Linked DNA regions of Sus scrofa: all the other regions are linked to region 3. The links are chromatin contacts, called in public Hi-C and promoter capture Hi-C maps. All regions are on one chromosome and are shown on one strand. The core of a region is the stretch at or near the end of the contact, and the rest is flanking DNA. Distances in the headings are between cores, read along the strand shown.

Region 1 (4,041 bases), core at 1,540-4,039, 580 kb before region 3:
GAATTTCTACATGCTGCAGGGCACAGCCAAAAAAAGAAAAAAAGAAAAAACAAAAACACCTTGAAAGAGGTATCTATCCATCCCTACTTTCCTATGCTGTTGCCAAAGGGACTTCTGGGTTTAAAGACAATGACAAGTGTGTACAGGATACATTCTTAATACCCTCCAATAAAACTACACACTTCCCCAGAGAAACAATATCTGATATAACAGTCAAGGAACCACTCACTGGTAACAAAACAATGTCAGCTACAGAAAAAATATAGTTCTAAATAAGAATTTATCTTTTGGAACACAGGCTGTTATATTTTGAAACTGCCTATTCTTCTAAATGCCAACTGACAAATCAATCAGGACACTGTAGAAACTGCCCCCATTTCCTACACAGAGCATATTTGCTGATGAGGGACCTAGACTAAAATAAATGAGCTGGACTCTAATCTTTTATGGTAGACTACCCACCTGTTTATCCCACAAAGAAGGATGCTACAGTTGTGGTAAAGTATAAGCATACAAAGCCCGACCTTAAAATCATATTTTATTAAAAGATTATGTGACATTATACTTTGGTCATCTATTTAACAGAAAATTCAAAAAAAGCTTAAAAGCATGTTAATCCAAAGCATTATACAAAATATAATGCTAAATGAGTGACATAGCAATAAGCTACTTTTAGAAGCTGCAGAGGAAACTGCAGTCTGTGATGACTTGAGAGGATATTGTGCAGGGCAGGGTAGAGTAAGGTTGGAATGGATTTGCTATGAAAGAAAGGGTCCTAAATGTCTTTGCAGTTCTGAAGTTTTTCTCACCTACATTTTCCTCATCTGTAAAGTCAACTGCACTTATACACTGATGACTAAGAAACAAAGCAACAGTAGGCTAACAGAGGCAGGGAAATACAACATGATATCAAAGATATGATCCCCTATAGACACTGTAAAAATAACATCTGGCCTCACCATGAAGAGAAGAGGGTCACAAACAGGCCAACTGCCCTGTTCATACTAGCAGACTGCAAATTCAGCTCTTGCTTTGTCCCTCCTAACCAAAGCCTGGATTACTACTCTTCCAGCCAAGCAGTATATAGTACTTTTTCTCTGCAAAGCCTCGGACAGGTACTGTCTTTTAACTTTCCCCTATTGTAAGTGAGAGCCCTTTTCTTTTTGAAGTACCAAAACATTCCCTTTGGGGCTTCAGTTCAACTCAACCTTCTCTCCAGAGTCAGTGTTGTCACTCACTCTTTTAACACATGGAAATCCTAGATTCACACTTATTCCACTGGATTTCCCATTAAAATAACCCCTTTCAAAGGTTCACAGTTTAACCAGGGAAAACTTAACTCCCACAGAACATTTACTTGGGAAAGTCGTTGTTACACTTTAGGAAACACAGAATCACCTAGTTAGCTAATTAAAACACCAATCATTAGACCCCACTCCCAGAGTTTCTTTAAAGTCTAGAGTGAAGCCCCATAATTTGCACTTCCAACAAGTTCCCAAATGACACTGATGCTACTTATCCTGGGCAACACTTTGAGAACCACTAATTTAGGTATATTTCTTTACATTTTAAGGATTACTGCAACCTCAAACAGCTGTCACTCTATCCATTAACAGACCTTAATTCGTACTTTTTAGTGAGAAGGCTGTGATTTATTCCTACAGGTGAGGAGGAAAATATAAGCTAGTATGGAAATGTCGGTGCTATCACTCGAACTAAGGCTAGTTCATAAAGATAGAGGATGGAAGATAAAAGAAAGTCTTACACATTTTACCATTTATAAAAAATTCCTACAAATATTACTCGGCGTATCTTTTGTAAAGCAGTACCACCATGAAAAAACTCTTCCGGCAGCATTTCCCAGCGCTCCAACAAAACTGCCAATCAGTGTCTACACGGTCCTGCCAACCCCGCAGAAGCAGGCAATGGGCAGGGTTTGCCAGAGCAACACCTAAAAAGGGCTGGATCTGCAGAAAAACCGAACTCAGATTTGAATTTTAGGTGTATTTTCCCACCAAGTCAGCGAACTTAAGGAAAAGAAATCACACCCTGAAAACACTAGCAAAGCTTGCTAAAGCTTCTTTTTGCGAACCAAACGGGCTCAACAAACTGCACTAGGGAAGGAAAACGACAGGAAAGATGCAAAGGTGGCCAACAGGTGCGTGAGCCGCTGAGAAAAGATCCCAGGAGAGCGGCGCCACCGGACCCCGGAGCGGGGGCTGGGGCGGGGGTGGGACAGGCCGAGAGACGCGTCGGGGTCGGGGCCCGGGTGCTGGTGGAGATCCGGGGTGCGGAGAAGAGAGAGCCCCGAGAGCCAGCTCGGCGGCAGGGGGGCGCCGCAGGCCCGCTCCTCACCTGGTTGAGTTCATTCTCAGCTGCAATCCGCAGCTTCGGGTCGATGGTGCCCTTCAGCGCCTGGATGATCCGGTTGAGGTCCATCTCCCGGGCGGGGGCTCCGCGGCCCCCGGACCAGTAGGCCAGACAGCAGCTTTAGTTTTTCTTTTGACCCTCTCAGCCTCCTCCTCCGCGACCCCTGCACTACCTCACTCCCCAACCTCCGCCACCGTCGCCACCTGCAGCCACTTGCTGCGCCACTCTGACTCCGCGCCCCCTGTCCTCCCTTTCTACCCCCCACAACTCGCTCTCCATTCACCCTTTTACGACAGCCGGTGGGAGGCGGGAGAAGTAAGAAGAGGAAGCGGCGCCTCTTTTACGGCGGCCTCTTCCCCCGGGCGTGATGCTATATGGCTGCTCCTACTGGCGGCCACCATGCTCCTGTACGGAAAGTGGTCTCGGCTTCTTCCCCAGAGGAAAACGTCTCACCAGCTCCGGCAGGAGGCCGCCTTGCTGCCATACGGAAAACAGCCTCCCGCCTCTTCCCAGAGAGGGAAACGAGCTGGCTAGGTGTCTCTTACAGCTGCTTCCAAATTAAGCATGTATGGATGGAGCGGCACTTTTTGTTAGTCCGAGAACCGTTTGGGCATCATTACAACGGAGCCTCTTCCAGAGCAGACTTTTTGGGACCTTGAGATCATCTAGCCCACGGGAGGACGGACTTCCCTCGGTCTGTGGGAGCCATCATTAGTTCTTTCATTCACACACTCATTGACTGAACATTTTTAAACATGTATTTTTGAGCCCGCGTACTGAGATATTTAGGTACCACATTATAACAAAATGAATTCAATGCAGGTTACTATGAAGGAACTTAGGGTGTGATAGAAGACACAAAGGTAAACAAAAAATATACTTAAACAAAGTAACTGTGGAAATACAGAGATCAGAGGAACTGATATGCCTGAGAGTTTCCGAAATTTTTTCAAATCTTTTCAGAAAAACAGTTAAAGGCAAGAAAGGTTATACTGTTTCCACTGTGGACATATCTGGCCCCACAATTTCAATAGCATAAAAATATGAAAGAGCTAGTTGTTCCTGAGGTTAACCCAGAAAAAGAGAGTTCAGATTACATTTGTAAAGATGACTGTGGGCAAAATGCAATTAAAAGGGGTGTGATCGTTCCAGGAGCAGATAATCGGGAAGGACTGGTTCAGTTAACTGGGTTCAATGTAGAGTAGAAAATACGTGGCGGAAAACTTAGATGCCTGAAATCCCTCCTCTCTGCAGAAGCTGTAAATGGGACCACACCCTTCAGCTGGGTGCAAAAGTGCCTAGTTCTCTGGCTTCTCCAGTTTTGCCTGTTCTCTACATTTCCATCAGAGTAATGTTTCTTAACAGTCAATATTGTCATGTTCCTTACTTGATGATATCCTATCAATTTCCAGGTAAAATACAAACTCCTTAGCACTTCAAGTTATTATGAAACATAGTGCCTTTCATCCTCACACTATTTCCTTATCCCACTCTCTTGGACCTCAGGGATCTAAAACTCCTTGACCTCTGAAACCTTAACTCCAGTATCCTCTTTTCAATTTAGGACCCTTTTCTTCCATTTTTTCTCTCCCTCAATAATTCTATACTTGTTTTCCAACCCAGTCACTTTTCAGTCCTCCTAGCTTATCCAGTCCTGACCACATACACATC
Region 2 (4,095 bases), core at 1,407-3,906, 640 kb after region 3:
CACTCAGTGGGTTAAGGATCCGGTGTTGCCATGAGCTGTGGTGTAGGCTGCAGACGTGGTTCGGATCTGGTGTTGCTGTGGCTATGACGTAGGCTGGCAGCCGTAGCTCCGATTTGACCCCTAGCCTGGGAACCTCCATATGCCTCAGGTGTGGCCCTAAAAAGCAAAAAAAAAATAAATTAAATAAATAAATAAATAAATAAAACTAAATTGAATGTTTCACTTTACTTAGAAATAAAAGATATATGTATATAATTTTTGCTACATTGAAAAATATAAAGATAAAATATAGGGAACAGGAATTAGTCTATAATCTTCCTGTGCATTTTTTAGTCTGATCTTGCATGTTAATTCACAGGAAAGGGGTGATTCTGAACTGCCAGCTCTACCATGGTCTAGGGCTCAGGTTCTTTCAATGGCCCCTCCCTCTGAATTCTAGCTGGCACTTGGAGAAGAGAAGTAGAATTTCACAGCCAGGGTGCAGAAGCCAGGCCTGGAAGTGACATATATTACTTCTGCCCACAAAACTTTGAAGAACTCAGTTACATGGCTCCATCTAACTGCAAGAGAAGGTTTAAATCAGTTTCCTTTTGTGCCTAAGGAAAATGATACATGATTTGGTCAGCATTCAACATTGTCTCAGTCATAGAGACATGGCATAAAAGTGCCTGTGTATTGCATGCTTCTTTGTATTTCAGGACCCAGCACAGTTCTCATTCAACACGTGTTAATGAATTACTACTGTTTTCTATAAGCTATATAAGCAAATAAAATACTATATAAAGGAATACCTTCTGTGGTGCAACAGAATGGGCAGCATCTTGGTAGCTGTGTCTGCGACCTACACCACAGCTCACGGCAACGCTGGATCCTTAACCCGCTGAGCGAGGCCAGGGATTGAACCTGAAACCTCATGGTTCGTAGTCGGATTTGCTAACCACTGAGCCATGAGGGGAACTCCCCATATTTCTTTTTAAAATTTTTTTGGCCACACCAGTGGCATGTGAAAGTTCCTGGGTCAGGGATCGAACCGGTGCCACAGCAGTGAAAATGTTTAAACTGTTGAGCCACCAGAGAATTCCAACAGTAGCTTTTTATTGAACCAAATACACTATGTTAAAAATCTGTGTATTTAAATTTTAAATAATAAATTGTAGTTAACATGCATATGGAGGTAAAACTACTTTCATTATTAATTTACATTTGAAATTACTTGTTGAAATCATTTCTGATAATATCTAGCACAGTAGATAATACCACAACTGCAGAGAAAAGAGAAACAATAATTAGGTACAATGCAGTAATACAGGGATAATAAATCTGAAGTGAGGAAAAGCTTCTTTTAACAAGGTCTGAATGGAGGTATTAAAAAAGTAGGGGTGCATAGTTCCTTCTCCTAAGGGGTATATATATTGGAGAAACAGCTAAGGAGACTTAGAAAGTTGAACTGCCTCTTAAAAGGTTTCTGGAGGAGGACTGGGTTATGGGACACACTTCAGGAAGCTGGACAAGACGTTTACCTGGGTGAAGGTCAGCCCATCTAAATAAATGTGAGGTGGCCTCTAATGTGGGGGTAATAGCTGGAGAACTTTCTGATCGCGCTGGGATACTTGGAATGCTGCTCTTTCCACACCTATCTCTGTGGTTTAGGAACACTTTTCATTATTAGAGAGTGTAGTTAATTTTAAAATGTAGGAAAGCAAACCAATTTCTTCTCTTCCCTTCCCTTCCCCCTCTTTTCTCCCCACCCGCCCCCAACAAGCCCTGAGGCATGTGGAAGTTCCTGGGCCAGGGGACAATATCCAACAGCAGAGATGCGAGCCACAGCAGTGACAAGGCCTGACCCTTAACCCTCTGAGCCACTAGAGAACTCCAAAAAAAAAAAAAAAAACCAAAAAAAACAAAAAAACAAAAAAAACAACTTAAAATGTAGTTTCTTTGACTTGATATTTAGCTTATGTTTTAAAAACATGACGCAACAAATGACAAGGACTCTAAAGTGCATTACTAATACAGTTCTGAAAGTGTTCGCGATGATGAAGGGTCTGATGCTTTTACCGAAACCTGTGGATGGTTAGCTCCAATTTTCTCTTGTACTTCCAAGCACCTCTTCATCATTCTCTGGCTGGATGCTCCTGGGAAATTTTTTTTGGTTCAGTAGATAAGTACAGGCTTTGGGGCAGAGCCTTGGGCAACAGTCTAGCTTTACAGCGCTCTGTGACCCTCTGTAGGTTCCGCACTTTGGTTTTCTTATCTGAAATACTTATCTCACTGGGTAGCTCTACGACATAAATAAGATCATTATCAAGGGCTCAGCAGCCACTTGAGACACACGTGTGACCCTCGCCGTGTGGGTCTGCGAGAATTGCAGGACCTGTAAGGAGTCCAGAGTAGCTGTGATTATCTCTTCTTTCTTTCCGAGTCCAGCCAAAGTCCCCCAAGTAAGCGCGGCTGATCCTGGGCGCACCCCAGGTGTGCGCTCGCAGGTGAGGGCCTTTGCGGCACCCATCAGCTGGTGGGCAAGCCTGGGCGAGCGGAGCGGAGGAGATCCGGAGGCAGGGAGGGGGAGTGGAGGGAGGGAGAGGGGGCAGGGAAGGACGGGGCGGAGCTGCCCGGACGCTCCCGGTGGCACTGCGAGTCCTGGGCCGCTGCCCGGGCCGGACGAGGAGGCGGTAGCGGCGTCCACTGGCACAACTCTGGGCGCTCTCCACCACCCGCCCTCGGGGGCCGGCCGACGATTGGTCCAGAGAGCAGGGGGTGGAGGCAGCCGGGCCGGCCGCTGCAGTGGCGGCGTCAGGTGAGAGCGCTAGCCGCAGAGACCCGGGCGTGGCGGCTGCCGCACAGGGAGTCGGAGCCAAACTCTCCTCGCGGCCCTGGGCTTCCCGAGAAGGAAGGGATAAGGAAGCTCTTGCCAAGGAGACGACGAAGCAGGGCGGCGCCGGCGCGGAGCAGCCCCGAAGTCGCCCCTGTGGAGTGGCGCCACGCCTTGGCATGCAGGCGACGCCCCCCGGGGTCCGGTCGCCCCTCGGCAGTCCGCTGAGTTCGCGCTCGCGGCCCGACTTGGGCGTGGGAGGGCGCCGAGTCGTAAGCGAGCGCGGCCAGATGAGCGGCGAGGGCGACTACAACTTCAGGCGGGTGGCGATCCGGCGAAAGTCAAACCTCTCCTACCTGCCTCTCGGGACCCCCCGGCCCTGGAGTCGGCCCTCGTCGCACTTGGGATGGGCCGAGACGGCCACCTTCAGGGGCCAGGCCCCCGCAGACTCTCCAGGTAAATGTCTCTGGAGGTGAGGGGTGAGCGGGGCGTCGTCGCAGGTGAGGGACTGCCGAGCGCCCGGCAGGCATTCAGGCGGTCCAACCCATGATCTCTTTTGTCCCTTCCCCCAAAGGTCCTTGGGCGGCAGCGCGCTGGGGGCTGAACTTACCTGTCCTGGAGGTCACTTACCAGGGAATTCCGGAAGCGAAGGATAACTCATTTTAAAAGTTTGGTTAGGAATTAATAAGGCCCATTTTCTAGGTACTGAAGTTCGTTTTTTTTCCGCTAAGTTGCTTTCGGCAGACCTCGTGAAGGACTAGCACAGTGAATGCAGGAAGCGGGTGCTGGTTCTGGTCAGGCACCCTGGCTGTAGACTGACCTTGGACCATGTATCTTGAGGGCTCCGTTTTTCCCTTTGGAAAAAGACTGTTGAGTGTGAAAAGCTGCAAGTCTCTCTTAAGAAAACATATTCCTACTATCAAGAAATAGGATTTTTATTGCTGTTTTTGTATTGATAAATTAAGCTATCAGTAATTTGGTGTTTTGAGTTCTGAATTCTTATCAAATCCTTGTCTTAGAAAAAAATCCTCAAAATGATCTGTTCAAGCCCACACCTTCACCTTTGCTCTTTAAAGGCATTCGGTTCTCCCCAGGCAGGCTTGAAGCTATGTAGAACACATTAGGGTTTTTTTTCTTAATTTGCAAGACTTCTTCAAATCTCCCCCCACTTTTTGTGCTCTTATTGTGCTACAACCATCGATGGCTTGTATGCAGACCAGTTATGAGATAAAAATCTTATTTGAGCAGCAGAAATAAAGGTGCTTTTATTCACTTAATTCTCA
Region 3 (4,118 bases), core at 283-2,782:
CAGGGGCAAGTCACAGCTGCAGCTATGGCACCAGTCGCAGCAACAGCAGATCCAAACCATATCTGCAACCTACACCACAGCTTGTGGCAATGCCAGATCCAGGCATCGAACCAGCATCCTCATAGAGACGACGTTGGGTCCTTAACCTGCTGAACTATAATAGAAACTCCCTCTCAAGAGTTTTAAATGTCTTTAAATTGAGCAGCCACTCACATAGCAAATGAAATCCATCAGGATAAGACAGCTAAAAGAACTCAGTGATCCCACTGCCACTGCCTAGGGTGATTACGAAACTATCAGTAACAGCAGTTACCTGACCGTTCACCTCCATGACTACATCAAATGAGGTAGTGAGAGTAACACTATATTGGTTTACAGTATCAGCTTGCTAAGACAATGACCAGAAGTCGGGGATTTATTAAATAAAATAAAATGGAGACCAGGCTTGAAAATTCCCCAAACTGACCAAGCCAGTTAGGCCATGTAATCAAAACTGAACCTAGATTATTTCATGAACGTAAGTGAAATTTAGGTTATTTCTTATAAATGCCTCTGATAATCAACTTAAATAGTCTTCTTAAAATATCTGCATAAAATAAGCACTTTTAACCAATCCCCTGCCATCTGTAAACTCCCACTGCAATGACCATTGCAAAGGTTAAACAACCTTAACGTGCTCACCTCATAAATCACTGGGTAACTACATGTCTCTGTGCTTCTGGTTTCTCCGCCAATAAAATATATCAAGGAAAGCTCTCTTAATTTTAATACTAGGCAGCCTTCTAAACTTTTAATATGTTAAATTTAATCCTCACTACAATGTCATGAGATAGGTATACTAATATTGTAGGTCAAGAACTTGGGCACAGAGAGATGAAATTACTTTCCATGGTTACACAGCTGGTGAACAGCAGAGCCAGGAACTGAACCCAGCAAGCGCAATCGAGAATTTGAGCGCTACAAAAAGGGAATCAATATTTATCCCCATTATAGTAACTGGGTGGAACTTTGCTGAAGGCTTCTGAGTACCCCATCTAATGTTTTGTTTTATCAAGGCTTTCAGCTCCCATCAGACAGGCCACTGCCAGGAACTCCCTGAGTGTGGAGCTGTCAAAGCTGAGTTCGGACACCTATAAAGGACAGACAGGCAAGCTCGCTAGGCAACCCTTTTGGCCTGACCTTCCTCAGTGAGGAGAGCACAAGTCTGGGATCCAGGAGTGGAAACACCTGCGGGGCCTTCTCAGCGGTCAGAGGCGGGAAGGGGGCGGGGAAGGAGAGCCGCGCGGGGCGGCGGGTGGTGCCGCGGCGGGGCGAAGGGAGGCGGGCCGGGGCCAACTCACAGGTCCAGGAGCTGACTGACCCGCTCCGGGGAGGGCATCGTAGCGGCCCTCGGGAACCTCTTCCACGGTTCCGGGGCCGCCGAAATCCAGCCAGAGACAGTCTGTCAACTCCCGCCCCCCGCGTGATGCGTGGCGGCCCCGCCTCTTCCGGTAGCGCGGCGCGGGCGCGCTCGCGCTGCAGGGGCAAAGCCGAGCCCCGCCCAAGGGGCGGAGCCTTGCGCGCGGCGCCCAAGGGGCGGAGCCTTGCGCGCGGCGCCCAAGGGGCGGAGCCTTGCGCGCGGCGCCCAAGGGGCGGAGCCTTGCGCGCGGCGCCCAAGGGGCGGAGCCTTGCGCGCGGCGCCCAAGGGGCGGAGCCTTGCGCGCGGCGCCCAAGGGGCGGAGCCTTGCGCGCGGCGCCCAAGGGGCGGAGCCTTGCGCGCGGCGCCCAAGGGGCGGAGCCTTGCGCGCGGCGCCCAAGGGGCGGAGCCTTGCGCGCGGCGCCCAAGGGGCGGAGCCTTGCGCGCGGCGCCCAAGGGGCGGAGCCTTGCGCGCGGCGCCCAAGGGGCGGAGCCTTGCGCGCGGCGCCCAAGGGGCGGAGCCTTGCGCGCGGCGCCCAAGGGGCGGAGCCTTGCGCGCGGCGCCCAAGGGGCGGAGCCTTGCGCGCGGCGCCCAAGGGGCGGAGCCTTGCGCGCGGCGCCCAAGGGGCGGAGCCTTGCGCGCGGCGCCCAAGGGGCGGAGCCTTGCGCGCGGCGCCCAAGGGGCGGAGCCTTGCGCGCGGCGCCCAAGGGGCGGAGCCTTGCGCGCGGCGCCCAAGGGGCGGAGCCTTGCGCGCGGCGCCCAAGGGGCGGAGCCTTGCGCGCGGCGCCCTAGCGGAGGCCGTATAAAATCGAGGGGAACCTAACCCTTCGGTAAGCGCTGTGGCGGTTATTGTTCTGTTGACGGTGTCCCCAACTCTGGTGGGTTCCAGAGTGGGCCAGGAGGGCGCGCAGCCTAGCCCAGTATCCTCCGAGCCGCGCGAGGTCACTGCTTTTACGTCCGATGCTGGGCCGTGCCTTTGGCGGGGTATGTCGGTGACCGCTGGGATACAGACTCCGTGACCGTCAGAGAGGTTTAGAGGATCTGAGAGTGACTGCCATTTACCTAGCACTTTCTCTAAAGCGCATACTGAGCTACGTGTTTTCCATAATTAACCACATTCATTTAATCCTGTAAAGTCGGAATTTTTTAGCATTTTTTTTACAGATGAGTGGCACTACATATGTACAAAATGCTCAGTAAGAATTTCATCCTGGCGGGGGTAGAAGAAGAGTTTGTGTTCCAATCAGAAAGGACTCCAAAGAAGGAGCCCTCTGGAAGTTCTCAGGTGGTCCAGTGATTAGGATTGGTTGTTCTCATGCTGTTACCTGGGTTCAATTCCTGGTTGGGGAATTGAGATGCTGCTTCAAGCCTGCCTAGTACGGCCAAGGCGGGGTGAGGAAGAGGCCCTCTTTCCCAGGTGGAGTTCTCTCTCCTTGGTTGAGCTGCAGAGTACTTGCTGCTTTTTGGTGCTTTTTCGTCTCTCTTCCCTTTGTAAACTTTTGATTGAAAGTTGCAACCCAATCTTTCTCATCTCTTCAGGATGCTGCTCATTCAGTCAGCACACACCAGGGTAGGGTGTGTGCTGAAAAAGGGTAGGGGTTATGCTCAGTGCTGAGGGTTCAATGGTGAACACTTGAACCAGACAAGTAAAAGAACAATCAGAATAACTAAAATGTGCTAAAATGGAGTTACTTCTCTGGGGAACACTCACATGAGGGTGGGGGAGGAGGTTACAGAAAAGGTACAGAAAAGAAAGGTAGTCTGTTAGGGACTGTAGATTATTCACAATGGGTACAGTGGGAGTGGTGATGTTACTGGAGTCTGCCCAGTGCACAGTGAGGTCAAATAATACTGAAGTCTGAGTTTGGAGTGGAGGAAAGTTTATTGCAGGGCAGTGAGAGGAGACAGGAGGCTCAAGCCCAAGAGAAACTTGAACTCCCCAAAGGCTTTCAGCAAAGCCTTTTAAAGGCAAGGTGAGGGGTGTGGTTATTTGTTGCAAACTTCTTGGGATTAGATCCTTTGTTCTAGCTGCTGTCAGATAGGTCAGGTCACAATGTTCCTGTAAACTGCCAACAAAACAAATGTTATTCTCTATTGTGCAACTTTTTATCTCCATGCAAATGGACTCTTAAAGGTCAGAGCCTTGGGAATAGACTGTCCTGTATATTTCGGGCTATAGGCAACATCCTTCTACAAAAGATGCACAGCCAGCATGACTAAGCACAGACAACAAAGCACAAAGTTTACAGTAAAAAGGAACAGCTCTAATATGGAGTCAGATTTTTTTTTTTTTTTTTTGTCTTTTTGCTATTTTTGGGGCTGCTCCCATATGGAGGTTCCCAGGCTAGGGGTCAAATCGGAGCTGTAGCTGCCAGCCTACGCCAGAGCCACAGCAATGCAGGATCTGAGCCGTGTCTGCAACCTACACCACAGCTCACGGCAAAGCCGGATCATCAACCCACTGAGCAAGGGCAGGGACCGAACCTGTAACCTCATGGTTCCTAGTCGGATTGGTTAACCACTGCACCAGGATGGGAACTCCCTGGAGTTAGATTTGTTACACAAAGAGTTCAGAATAGCTGCAGTGGCGAGAGTGATGAGAGGCGAGTATAGAGCAGCAGATGGCACGCTTTCTATAAAGAGCCATAGAGTAAATATTTTAAGTTTTGTGGAACATCCCTGTTGAGCCGAACTAGGGTCTGCTTACCCTACCTGAGGCTA

The links. Promoter capture Hi-C pulls out the DNA fragments that hold promoters and counts their contacts. Hi-C and Micro-C count contacts between places; a contact is called where the count stands out from the background.
Region 1: a Hi-C map of liver shows a contact between it and region 3, with 8 times the contacts expected there. The contact joins the promoter of IPO8 here to the promoter of AMN1 in region 3. A contact is called at or near these places in 1 of 5 promoter capture datasets (liver) and 1 of 47 Hi-C or Micro-C datasets (liver).
Region 2: a contact with region 3 is called in a promoter capture Hi-C map of liver, with 6 times the contacts expected there. The contact joins the promoter of FGD4 here to the promoter of AMN1 in region 3. A contact is called at or near these places in 1 of 5 promoter capture datasets (liver), 1 of 47 Hi-C or Micro-C datasets (liver) and 1 of 2 datasets of contacts at active chromatin or transcription factors (alveolar macrophages).

What each region holds. Positions count from the first base shown.
Region 1 is chr5:43,098,497-43,102,537 of Sscrofa11.1, reverse strand. It overlaps IPO8 (importin-8), which reads right to left and starts at 2,789. Exons shown (of 25, transcript XM_003126400.5): 1 at 2,356-2,789. The coding sequence starts at 2,439.
Region 2 is chr5:41,877,758-41,881,852 of Sscrofa11.1, reverse strand. It overlaps FGD4 (FYVE, RhoGEF and PH domain-containing protein 4), which reads left to right and starts at 2,656. Exons shown (of 17, transcript XM_021092066.1): 1 at 2,656-3,268. The coding sequence starts at 2,992.
Region 3 is chr5:42,515,980-42,520,097 of Sscrofa11.1, reverse strand. AMN1 (protein AMN1 homolog) reads right to left here and starts at 1,532. Exons shown (of 7, transcript XM_021092088.1): 1 at 1,361-1,532.